2 separate regions of the Hordeum vulgare genome follow, and region 2 is linked to region 1. The links are chromatin contacts, called in public Hi-C maps. All regions are on one chromosome and are shown on one strand. The core of a region is the stretch at or near the end of the contact, and the rest is flanking DNA. Distances in the headings are between cores, read along the strand shown. Region 1 has its middle 220 kb from the start of LOC123395658. Region 2 holds the start of LOC123452368 (signal recognition particle subunit SRP68).

Evidence for each region. A called contact is a pair of places that touch in the nucleus more often than the background predicts.
Region 2: a Hi-C map of leaf shows a contact between it and region 1, with 7 times the contacts expected there. The contact joins the promoter of LOC123452368 here to the enhancer-like site in region 1. A contact is called at or near these places in 2 of 6 Hi-C or Micro-C datasets (leaf and seedling).

What each region holds. Positions count from the first base shown.
Region 1 is chr5H:286,262,503-286,269,165 of MorexV3_pseudomolecules_assembly, reverse strand. No RefSeq gene overlaps it. Among protein-coding and RNA genes, the nearest start is that of LOC123395658, 220 kb to the left of the region's middle. Within about 2 kb of position 3,320, at least 3 of the 3 cell types and tissues checked have open chromatin away from gene starts, as enhancers often do. A contact at or near this core is called in leaf and seedling, where this site is marked.
Region 2 is chr5H:286,898,726-286,904,838 of MorexV3_pseudomolecules_assembly, reverse strand. It overlaps LOC123452368 (signal recognition particle subunit SRP68), which reads left to right and starts at 4,669. Exons shown (of 13, transcript XM_045129020.1): 1 at 4,669-4,909; 2 at 4,996-5,062; 3 at 5,509-5,619; 4 at 6,089-6,113. The coding sequence starts at 4,804.

The DNA of each region.
Region 1 (6,663 bases), core at 2,071-4,570:
CAAGGCAAGGTCCCCTCCCTCCCACCTATATATACGGAGGTTTTAGGGCTGATTTGAGACGATTTTTCCACGGCAGCCCGACCACATACCTCCACGGTTTTTCCTCTAGATCGCGTTTCTGCGGAGCTCGGGCGGAGCCCTGCTGAGACAAGGTCATCACCAACCTCCGGAGTGCCGTCACGCTGCCGGAGAACTCTTCTACCTCTCCGTCTCTCTTGCTGGATCAAGAAGGCCGAGATCATCGTCGAGCTGTACGTGTGCTGAACGCGGAGGTGCCGTCCGTTCGGTACTAGATCGTGGGACTGATCGCGGGATTGTTCGCGGGGCGGATCGAGGGACGTGAGGACGTTCCACTACATCAACCGCGTTCACTAACGCTTCTGCTGTATGGTCTACAAGGGTACGTAGATCACTCATCCTCTCTCGTAGATGGACATCACCATGATAGGTCTTCGTGCGTGTAGGAAATTTTTTGTTTCCCATGCGAAGTTCCCCAACAAAATACCCTGTCCGACCTAGCCAAAATGGGGTTCCGCCTCTCATTACATCAAGTATACTTCCAGCCCCTCAACGGCATGTCCAGCACACCCAACACATTGATAGTATGCGTGAACTTGTTTTAACCCCACAGTTGGCTCGGCCACTCCTTCTTTCCTCCACATTTATCATGATATTGAAGTCTCCAGAAATGATCCAAGGCGAAAGCTCCAGACTGCCCAAAGCGACCAGCTCCTCCAGATAGCGCAGCTTCTCAGCCCGGCCCTGTGGTCCATAGACAGATGTAACGCTCCAGGTCTTGCCATCGCTCAAGGAGGTCACCCTGCCGGTAATGGAGAATTCCCATTTGTGTACGAACAACCAACACAATATGTCGGAGCGCCATGCCAAAAGAATTCCACCTCTCGTACCATCGGGCGGCAGAAAATCAAACCCATCAAAGGCAGGACCAAGACACTGGCTGATCAGAAGCGGATCCACTGAAGCTAATTAGATTCTTGCACACACACATGAGACATCATAGGGTTGCACAAACAACTTGAGCGAACTCCACCTAGCCGGGTTATTAAGACCTCGGGCATTCCATACTAGCAAGTGTAACGACATGGAGAACTCACAAAGCACCCTCAGGAAGCAGACGCCAAAAGTCAAGCCCCGCAAGGCTCCGCCTGATCCGGCAGCAAGAGAGCGCCCTGGCCAGCATGGTCCGGCTCAACGAACAGATCCTCTGCTTGCACAAATAGCACCGTGGCGGCCTTGCCATGATGGGGGGCGAGCGGTTTGTCGAATAGCATGAGATACTTAGTCAACGCATGTTCTGAGAGTCACTCTTCCGGCTGAATAACTCCCATCTTGCACACCAGCACAGTCTCGCCCGCTCCACCGACCCAAGACGCGCCCACATCCGATCTTGCACATGCGCTCACTTTGCCTAGGAGCAAAACCAGGTGGCAGTTCACGCTTCTTCCTCACCAGCACTGACTTGACTCGCCTCTGACCCAGGATGGAGGTAGGAGCTGGCAACTCCAAGCCCCCGAGTAGCGAGTCCGTAGCCGAGAGTGGGAGTTGCGGACCGGTAGGAGGGAGCAGCTGATGCGGAAGGAGCGACTAGGCGATCGGAGTGCGAGGAGGAGATCACGTTGGGCTCACGGCCGCGGTCGATCCTCTCTCGAAGCCGAGGGGTGCCTCGGGGTACCGCCTAGCAGACGGCGACCCGGGGGTCCTCTCCCGTCTGGATGGAACAAGGGAAGCACGACACCCACCGCGACCCAAGGGGAAGCGATGGTGTTCCTAGAACCAGCGGTTCACCCGATGAGCGCCCCGGGCTCATGAACAACCGCCTAGGCGTGGGCCGCACCAATAGCAAGGTCAAGCCCCCAGCAGGGGTCGAGCCACCGGCACAGAGCCCACGACCGTCTCCGACACCGACCATGCCAGCGCAGGAGTGATCATTGTGGCGGAGGCCCCGACCGTGGCGCCCGACCTCTTCACCGAGGCCAAAGCCGGCCCACGAGGGCACGCCGGAGTCAGCGCACGAGAGACCACCGCGCCGGAGGTCGTGCCCGTGGCGCCCGACCTGGCCGCCGAGCCCGGTCCCTGGAGGAACGGAGACGCAATCCCACTAGCAGGAGGAAGAGGCCGTTCAACCTCTGCCCACCTCCCCACTCACCGGCGATCCCGGGGCCGTCCGGTCTACCGAAATGTTGACCACCAGAGCACGGTCAGCTGCCGCGTCCAGTGTCATCGATTCGCCCCGGTACCAGCTCCTAGAGTAGTCGTGGCGTCGAGTCAGGTCTTCATCGTCGTCGGGCTCGAAGTCCAGGCGGAGCTTCATGAAAGGCACCTTCTTATCCACCACATCCAGCACACGGATGGTGAGGTGATGGATGAGGGTGCGCCGGTCAGTCGGAGGCGTCGGGGCATCTGGCGTGAAAGGAAGGTCTTCGTCCACGGAGTTTGGCCTCCATGTCGGCTCTCGCACCTTCAGATCGTACAGCTTGAAGACGCCGGAGGGATTACGCAGCCACGCGGTCACATCGAGCTGCCAGCGGTCATCTGATAGGAGGATTTCCACCAGTTGCCTCCCAAGATTGTTTAGAAGCTGCCCGACCGCGTCACACTCGAGGCCAGCGCGCTCATATGCCATGGAACCTCACGGCTCGCCACCACAGCGGAACCGGCCCAAGCGGGCAAAAACACGATCGCAGATCTCCGTGGACGCGAAGATGATGAAGAAGTCCGTCGGATGCGTCACCTCCACGCGGACCTGGCTTCTGTCCACCCCACACTGCGCGGGCACAGCTCGAACCAAGACCTCAGACGACACCACAGACCACCTCCCCCACACCGTGGCCAGCATGGCGCGGCCATGGAAATCGGTTGTTTTTGTTGGACACGTGCTTGATTTTACACTACCTGCTAAAGCGGCACGCTGGCGTGTGGCAGCCTTTGGTGAAGCAAGTGACTGATCACGCGTAAAAACGGCTGTTGCCTTGGTGTTGGAGATCCTCTTAGGACAGCAGTTTCCTTTTGTGGTCGGAGCACGTGCATCGGCAGTGTAAACGCACAGCGTATTGTCTGCACTGCCGCTGCACTCCTTGATTTTGATATGGAACACACTCAGGATAATGATTGTCCAGCAGTCGAAGAAAGCACATCATTTGGTCCTAAGCGGCTACGTGACGTATCAACAAGATGAAGATGATGATCTAGTACTACTAGTACGACAAAGACGATATTCTATTCTATAGACATACATGCACAGTCACCCCTTCTCAGTGGGCAGCGCTCGCGGGAACGCGGCTGGGACAGCGAGTACATGTCCGCGTGCCGGCGCCCTTTTAGCGGCGCCGCTAGCTGCGTATGCACGCGCGGCCGCTAGTCGACCAGGTGAGGTGAGGCCAAACCCCGCGGGGTTCGCGTGGCCGGTCGGTCTCGCCAGACGGGCAAGCGCGTCCTGATCCTCATCCCAGGATGGCGACCCGTCTGTTCGGCGGTGCCACGTACTGACTTATGGGTTAGAAGAGAAGCATCCACGGCTCGACTCCAACGCTCGGTGAATACTAGTTCAGCAGAATCCGAAAACAAAAACTGAATCGCTTTACTAACCGCGCTCACAATGAGACGCCGATTTCTATTTTGCATTACAGGTCGACAATGAAATGACTCGAAGCTCACACGTTAAATATTCGTTTTTTATGTCTGGACGTGATTCACGAACGCCATATAAAAGAAACCCATATCCAATGTTATTTGGGACCCGTATAGCTCTCCAGTTTGATTTCATTCTGAACTGTCTATTATAACAAAGTTTTTTTTCTAAAACTAATGATGAAGGGTCGACGACAGCAACACGCTTTCGGTTTGCTTTAGTAACTATAGTCGTCGCTAGATGGTCTATCGACATAGATATAAACTTTATTTCTAGTATTCTATGTACTGCATTCTTAGTTGATGAATTGATCAAAAAAAATCTTGTAAAAAAAACGTCCAAACCACTTCACGGATAGATAAAGATCCTAATTGATGACAAATTTGGTAAAAGTGATGCGGACAACAACTATTGAACCTTTGCAGATCTCCTTTGAAGATGCCCTAAATTCTTTTTACCTTTAAGCATATTCACAGCTTCTAAATTACATGCACATCATAAAATAATTTATGATTGGATAGTTAGAAAGACAATGGTATCTCATGTTGTAAGTGTTCAAGTCTTTGATATGACATTGGTGCTCACATTTTTTTCAATTTATTTATTTCTTTTGACGATGTGTGTTTAATGAAAGAAAAACATTCTTGTTGATTATGAATGTGTATGTGACGACTTCGTTAATCTTAAGATATTATTGTTAAAAATATGCCCTAGCGGTAATAATAAATTAGTTATTATTATATTTTCTTGTTCATAATAATCATTTATTATCCATGCTAGAATTGTATTGATTGGGAACTCAAATACATGTGCGGATACATAGAGAACACACTGTCCCTAGTGAGCCTCTAGTTGAGTAGTTCGTTGATCAAAGATGGTCAAGGTTTCGTGGCCATAGACAAGTGTTGTCACTTGATAACGGCATCACATCATTGGAAGAATGATGTGGTGGACAAGACCCAAACTATAAACGTAGTATATGACCGTGTCAGTTTATTGCTACTATTTTCTGCATATCAATGTATTTGTTCCTATGACCATGAGATCATGCAACTTCCGGACACCGGAGGAATACCTTGTGTGTTATCAAACGTCGCAACGTAACTGAGTGACTATAAAGGTGCTCCACAGGTATCTCCAAAGGTGTTTGTTGGGTTGGCATGGATCAAGACTAGGATTTGTCACTCCGTGTGACAGAGAGGTATCTCGGGGCCCACTCGATAATACAACATCACAATAAGCCTTGCAAGCAACGTGACTAATGAGTTAGTTACCGGATCTTGTATTATGGAACGAGTAAAGAGACTTGCCGGTAACACGATTGAACTAGGTAAAGAGATACCGACGATCGAATCTCACGCAAGTAACATACCGAAGGACAAAGGGAATAGTATACGGGATTATATGAATTCTTGACATAGAGATTCAATCGATAGAGATCTTCGTAGAATATGTAGGAACCAATATGGACATCCAGGTCCCGTTGTTGGTTATTGACCAGAGAGTGTCTCAGGTCATGTCTGCATAGTTCTCAAACCCGCACGGTCTGCACACTTAAGGTTCGGTGACATTTTGGTATAGTTGAGTTATACGTGTTGGTGACCGAAGTTTTCTTCGGAGTCCCGGACGTCATGAGGAGTTCCGGAATGGTCCGGAAATGAAGATTGATATATAGGAAGTTGGTGTTTGGATTCCGGAAGGTTTTCGGGCATTATCGGCAGTGTACCGGAAGTGGCGAATGGGTTCCGGAGGCCCACTGGGTGGGCCCACTACGCCCCAAGAGGTCCAGATGGGTTTATTGGATACGCAATAAGGCATAATGGGCTGACAAAGTCATCCAAGGAAATCCCATGAGGAAAAAGTGTAAAATCCAAAAGAGGTGGGAAAATAAGGAAGGAGTCCTAATCCAAGTGGGATTGGAGGAGGACTCCTGCCTTCCCCGCTTCGGCCAACCCAAGGAGGCCTTCCTTGGCGCGCCAAGGCTGCCTCTCCCCTCCTCCTATAAATACTAGAGGTTTAGGGCTTTTGAGACACAACTTTGCCACGTGCCGCCCTCTCCTCTAGATCATAGTTCTTCCTCTAGATCGGTTTTCTGCGGATCTCGGGCGGAGCCCTGCAGGAATAGATCATCACCATCACCGGTGCGCCGTCACGCTTTCGAAGAACTCATCTACTTCCCCATATCTTGCTGGATCAAGAAGGCGGATATCGTCATCGAGCTTTACGTGTGCGGGACGCGGAGGTGTCGTCCGTTCGGCACTTGATCGGAACGGATCGTGGGACGGATCGCGAGACGGTTCGTGGGAAGGATCGTGGGACGGTTCGTGGGACGGATCATGAAGACGTACCACTACATCAACCGCATTTATTAACGCTTCCACTTAGCGATCTACAAGGGTATGTGGATCCGATCTCCCTCTCGTAGATGATCATCACCATGATAGGTCTTCGTGTGCGTAGGATTTTTTTCCCATGCAATGTTTCCCAACAGTGGTATCAGAGCTAGGTTGATGCGTATATGTAATCTCGAATAAAACACAAAAGTTTTTGTGGGCGTTGATGTTCGATTTTCTGCCCTCCTTATTCTATTCTCGATTCGATGGTATTGTTGGATTGAAGCGGCCCGGACCAACATTACTCATACGCTTATGAGAGACCGGTTTCATCGACTAACATGCAACTCATTGCATAAAGATGACTGGCGGGTGCCTGTTTCTTTAACTTTAGTTGAATTAGATTTGACCGAGGCGGTCCTTGGAGAGAGGTTAAATAGCAATTTGCACATCTCCGTTGTTGTTTTGCGTAACTAAGATGCGATCATACTAGATATCCATACCAGCTACGTAAAACATGCAACAACAAACTAGACGACGTCTAACTTGTTTTTGTAGGGTATGCTTGTGATGTGATATGGCCAAAGACATGATGTGATATATTGTATGTATGATATGATCATGTTTTAATATCGACTTGCACGTTGATGCTACGGCAACCGGTAGGAGCCATAGGGTTAT
Region 2 (6,113 bases), core at 3,420-5,919, 630 kb before region 1:
AACCAATAGCGGGACCTGCATGCCCATATTGGCTCCTACATATTCTACGAAGATCTTTATCGGCCGAACCTCTATGTCAAGGATTAAGTTAATCCCGTATACTATTCCCTTTGTCCATCAGTATGTTACTTGCCCGAGATTAGATCGTCAGTATCTCCATACCTAGTTCAATCTCGTTACCGGCAAGTCTCTTTACTCTTTCTGTAATACAAAATCCCGTGACTAACTCTTTAGTCACACTGCTTGCAAGGCTTGTTATGATGTTGTATTACCGAGTGGGCCCTAGAGATACCTCTCCGTCATATAGAGTGACAAATCCCATTCTCAATTCACGCCAACCCAACAGACACCTTCGGAGATACCTGTAGAGCACCTTTATAGTCACCCAGTTATGTTGTGACATTTGATACACACAAGGCATTCCTCCGGTGCCCGGGAGTTGCATGATCTCATGGTCATAGAAGCAGATACTTGACATGCAGAAAACAATAGCAATAAAGTGACACGATCATATGCTACGTTCATATTTTGGGTCTTGTCCATCACATCATTCTCCTAATGATGTGATCCCGTTATCAAACGTCATCTCATGTCTATGGCGAGGAAACCTTGACCATCTTTGTTCAACGAGCTAGTCCTTCAGAGACTCACCAGGGACAGTGTGTTGTCTATGTATCCACACATGTATTTTAGTTTCCAATCAATACAATTCTAGCATGAATAACGATTATCATGAACAAGAAAAAATAATAATAACTAATTTATTATTGCCTCTAGGGCATAAGTCCAACAGCAACATGGAATATCCATCCTCATACCTACGTTTTCTCAAAACCACCTTTTCTATCTAAGATACTAGATACTTGACAATTGCTTGATATTTACTGCTTTGTTACTTTTACTGCAACACAAATTGTTCAGTTTACAAATTGTCATAACCACTCATAAGTCCTTCACACATGTATTTGTTTTCGAGTGTGGCTAAATTGATAATCAAAGCTAATAGTATGCAATCGCTTCCATCGTGTCAAATATAGACTAGGGTTGTAAACTTCTTAATGAAGAGAGCTAAAAAGTTGTAGCTGCCTACGCACCCTTTCTAATTTACATCATAAATCCTTTCAACTAACATAGTGAAGTCATTATTCACTTTGCGCAGACATGCATATAAGAACACGAGACCGACATGCGACAAAAAGGAAAATCATGACTCGCTATAGCTATAATGTGGATCTTTTGACAAGGTGAGCCAATGAGCCAACACCATATGTTTCAAAATGTTTACTTTAGTGCTATCTAGCCATGCACTCTTGACCACAAGAGTATAAGACTAAAATGGTTTAGATTTTTCACCTATAATTTAACAATTGTCCATTCAACAATATTTAATTACAATTCTTCCTTTGAGAATGACTTGCATTAACAATAAAAATTCATGGACGTACTATGCTTCTGAGAGAAGGCAACCATTAGAGCTTTGTTGATGATGGTTGGTCACCTATATTTAGCGGTTGATGCCACCATACTTATTATCGAACCCGTGTCATGTCATCGCAAGACCACTCGACCTTATCGATGGGCTACTGCTAGTGTTAAACTCTCGATGTCTAGTGTACTTTGACATGTTTGCTTGATTGTGATTTAGACATACTCACATCATCTAAGTAACCAAAAATTTAGCTCGGTTCAATGCCTAAGTTTTTACGTTTGTCAAGTTCACAGAGAGATGTATCAACATCTACAATAACCAAATTAGTTTCTTCAAATGCACAAAATATAGGAAAAGACTTGCGCTCATTTATATGTTACGCGCATCGACAACCGTTAGATCTATTTTTGATTGAACGGCTTGCAAACATCTCCACCCTTTGCAACTTGGCACCAATTGCAAAGCAAGCGAGCACAAAATGATGCATGTTGCAAAGGATGCGGCAATAGGTCAGACGGAGCAGTTTGCGATTGACATTACATAGTTCGATCATTACAATAAAGATATGATGTAAAGCAAGCGAGCATAACATGATGATTGTTTATAGGTTGCATTTGACTTGACGGTAGACCGAATGAAGCATTTTATGATTCACTAGCAAAAGAGCCCGTGCGTTGCAACGGGAGAATGCAAGGCCTGAGAATCGGGTGGTGCAGTATTATCGAACATGTCAAATATGTACCCTTAGGATCCTTGTGCATGTCAGATAGCATTACATATTTTTGTTCATGTTTAACTCACTTTTCTTCTTCTTACTCCATCCATTATCTTTGTCTCCCTTGCTTGGGTATCTAGGAACATCAAAAATACAGTATAGCTTAGAATTTATCGAGATGCATTGAATCCTTTAACAAAGGACCACATCACTGTAATGAGAAAAACTCATGCAGTCAACCTTGTCATCTCATCTGCATTAACTAAAGTGTGAATCAAATCCTCTAGTTCAGTTGTAACCATAAAAGTAAAACAGAACTGTAACAGAGCAAAACTAAGACTCATTAACTGATGGAAGTTTACTCGGATTTTCTTTTTTGTGGAATCGTTGTTGGACTAACAAAATAGCAAACAATAGTAGCTAGCTTTCCCGAGAAAATATCAAAACCGCAATCTGCACCAATTACCGAGGAGAAATTGGAAATTTGCCACTTCCAATATATGGGTTCTTAAAATTGTCATTTTCAAGATTGGCTTCGCACATTTGCCACTCAGCTCGTTGACTCCTTGATTATCATGCCACTTTCCTCCTACTTTTGATTTTCATTTTCCTTTAACATTTATAATCATTGGAAAAGACCAAACCGGCCCTGATGCATATACACGTACTATCCAAATTTCAGTTGACACTTTGAATCGGAGGACAGCGTACCGGCCACCTAGAATACCGGGTGATCTCGTCAATGCAAACTGCTTCATCGATCTCCTTGACGCAGAGTGTCGCAGATCGTCTAGAGTCTAGACGTCGCATGCCACGGATATTCTCAGCGTCCCGAGAAGGACGGCGGGCTGTGCAGCTATGGCGCGCGCGGAGACAGCGCGAGCAGCAAGCAGCCTAGTGGCGCCGGCGGGGGCTGCTTCAGTAGCCACTCTTATCGACATCCTCAAGTAGTTGTGTGCTATTCTCCAATTCAGTGCTAGCTGAACTTCAGAGGAGACCAGAACCTGTAGCCGCGGGCTGGCTCGAGTGCCCGCGGTGGGCCTGATCGGCCGTGTAGTAGGCTCTCCTCACGAGCTCCTCACGGAAGATGGCGTGCCGCGACTGCGCGCCGGCGAGCACGGCGGCCGCGGCCATGGGAGCGGCGGGGCCGGCTTCCTCGCGCCCCGCCACGGCGGCGCGGGCCCGTCTCGCGGACGGCGGGCTTCGGCAGGGGCACGGGAGGGCTCCCCCTTGGCCGGAGGCGCGCGCGAAGGAGAGGGAGGGTGGGGTCCGGCACCGGGTCGCCTGCAGCTCGTCGGCGAAGGCCGGGGCGCCGCGGGGAAGGAGCTCGAGCGCGGCGGGGAGCTGCGGCGTCGAGAGGCGGTGGTGGGGGCGGCACTTGACGGAGCAGGTGACCGCCGCCGGCATGGCTGCTGGTTGGCTTGGCGAGCTGGGGTTCGGCAAGGGGAGTTGGTGGAGATTGAAGAAAGAGGCCCCTGGACTGCGGGTTAGTTTGGATTAAATATAGGGTGGTTTGTGTAAAATGTAAAAAACGACTCGTTCTTTGACTTAAATCCGGACTGCGGGTAGATTTTAGGAAACGTCGGGGGCTTTTTTGTAAATGTCGTGGTGGGTTTTTCGACGGAAGCAATAGCCGCTTTATTATTAGGTACTAGCAAAAAAAACCGTGCGTTGCAACGAAAGAGAAAATAACACACGCTTTGAACACAATATATTTTCACATGGCATCACATTTGTGTTGTCGACGATGGCCTGAGTGCTCACACAACGAAAACGTGTTTAAATGTACAATCACTCGGAATAAGATGAGAAATATGTTGTTTCTTCCCACGAGATTTTTCAAAGGTGTGCATGTGTGATTAACGATGTTTTCTTTCCTGTCAATTTGATTTTAATTTAATGGATATTTATTGTAATTCGTATGGTCGCCGGAAAGAGAGGAAAAAAAGGACCGTGCACTACAGATTAAGTTTGCACCAAAAATAATATTTAAGAAGTATTCAACAGTTAAAAATAACATCCTATTTAGATTCTACACATTTTTTCAATCAAATTTCATATATAACATGTTAAAATCGGAGTTACGGTTTAAAAGATATGAATAATTTTGTTTTAGATAAAATATGGATTGATTAACTAAAAAGTCAGGTTTTTTTTGTTAAAATAAAAAACATTTTGGCTGACTTAAATAAGGACGACGGGTTGATTACCTGAAACATCAGGGATTTTTTGAAAAATGAAAAAAAAACGGTTCGGGTGTGACTAAAAGATGACCGCGGGTTGATTATCTAAAATTGTGAGGACTTTTCTGCAAAATGACAAAAAAACCGGTCCGTTCTGACTTAAAATTGGACTGCGGGTTAATTACCTGAAACCGCGAGGGCTTTTATGCAAAATGACCGACGACGTGCAACAGAAGCGCTGCGCGCATTATTAGGGGAGATATAGATAGGAGAGTGTTCGACCATTGCAACAAAGGATTTGATGCAAAACAAGTGAGAAGAGAAAAACAAGTTTTGGAAACAAGTTTTTTTTTCCCCACAAAACGAGCAAAGTTATCAAATATTTACGCATCCAGAGAGGCCACGCGAACTCTGCTTCTCGTTTCGTCGCAACCATCTGACAGGTTCGCTCGCCGGGCGGAGGCATACCCGCCGCCATGTCGAAGCTCGCCAACCAGCCGCCGCCGCCGACGCCGTCGGATATGGATGTTGACTCCGCATCCGCGGCCGAGGAGAAGAATCCGGTCAGGTTCTCCATCAATGGTGAGCTTCTCCCCTTTCCCTACCCTCTCCACAGTCCCAATCTCCCCCCTCGCGTCTCCTGATCCCGCCCCCCTTCCTCCGCGCAGTGTTGGAACTCATGAGGGAGGCGCAGATGCAGCACGGCCTTCGCCACGGCGACTACACGCGTTACAGGTGCGCGTCCCGAATCCCGATCCCACCCCACTTGACGCCCACCCAGATCTGCTGCCTGCTCGTCTTCTCAACTGTGCCGTGCTACCGTGATTCTCGCCTCGCGGTTTCACGCGTGTATAACTTAGTAGATATGTGACTTGTGATGGAATGCTTTCATCCAATTGTTCCCCATACCCCAAATTTCCCATGGAAACCCTGCTTCGAACTTGTTCTGTAGTCTAATAGAATTCATACATGTAATCTGGTCTAAAGAAAGTTAGTATCTTTTTACACATTATGCTTGCTCCGTTTTCTCTGTTGCTGGTACATCAGGGGGAAGTTTTGTCCTCTCAGATGTTGCATGTCTTGTTTACCCAAATACCTTTCTTTTGCTTATAACTTAGTAGTATGGTGTTGCTGTGATTTTTTGTATGCTCTTTGTCTGAAGGATTTAGGATTATTTGCAGGAGATACTGTACTGCGCGTCTGAGAAGGCTCTACAAGTCTCTGAAGTTTTTGCATGGCCGTGGTAAATATACCCGGAGGAATATAACAGAGTCAACAGTGACTGATGTGAGGTGTGTTGTTTTTTCTCCTGATAATCTACCATATGCCTGCTGCCTTTGTCCATACTTCACTTAGGTTAGTACAGTACTTTGGTAGTTTTGTCAATTTAGATGGTCTGTTTGGATTTGGCATGTTAACTATTATTGTCAATATTTAAAACCAAGTAACCAACAATGTGATTTCCTTTGTTTACTGTTGAGCATATGATTACTATCAGTTACGAAGATTTTAGCCACCATTTGGTAGTTGTGTTCTACATGCCTGTGATATTCATTAGTAATTTATCAATATCGTTGATTCCTTACCCTAGCATTTTTTGTTGTTGATGAACACTTTTGTAGTGCATGTAATCAGTATGCGACAACTATCGGGGAACTTAAGCAAATGGTTTAACAATTTAGTGAGCGATTTTCCAGTACAATTTTGTATGTAACTGTTAGACTTGGTTACGCCTGAAGCAATTTGAACACATGAGTGTAGGTTTCTACATGTGGTATTTTATATG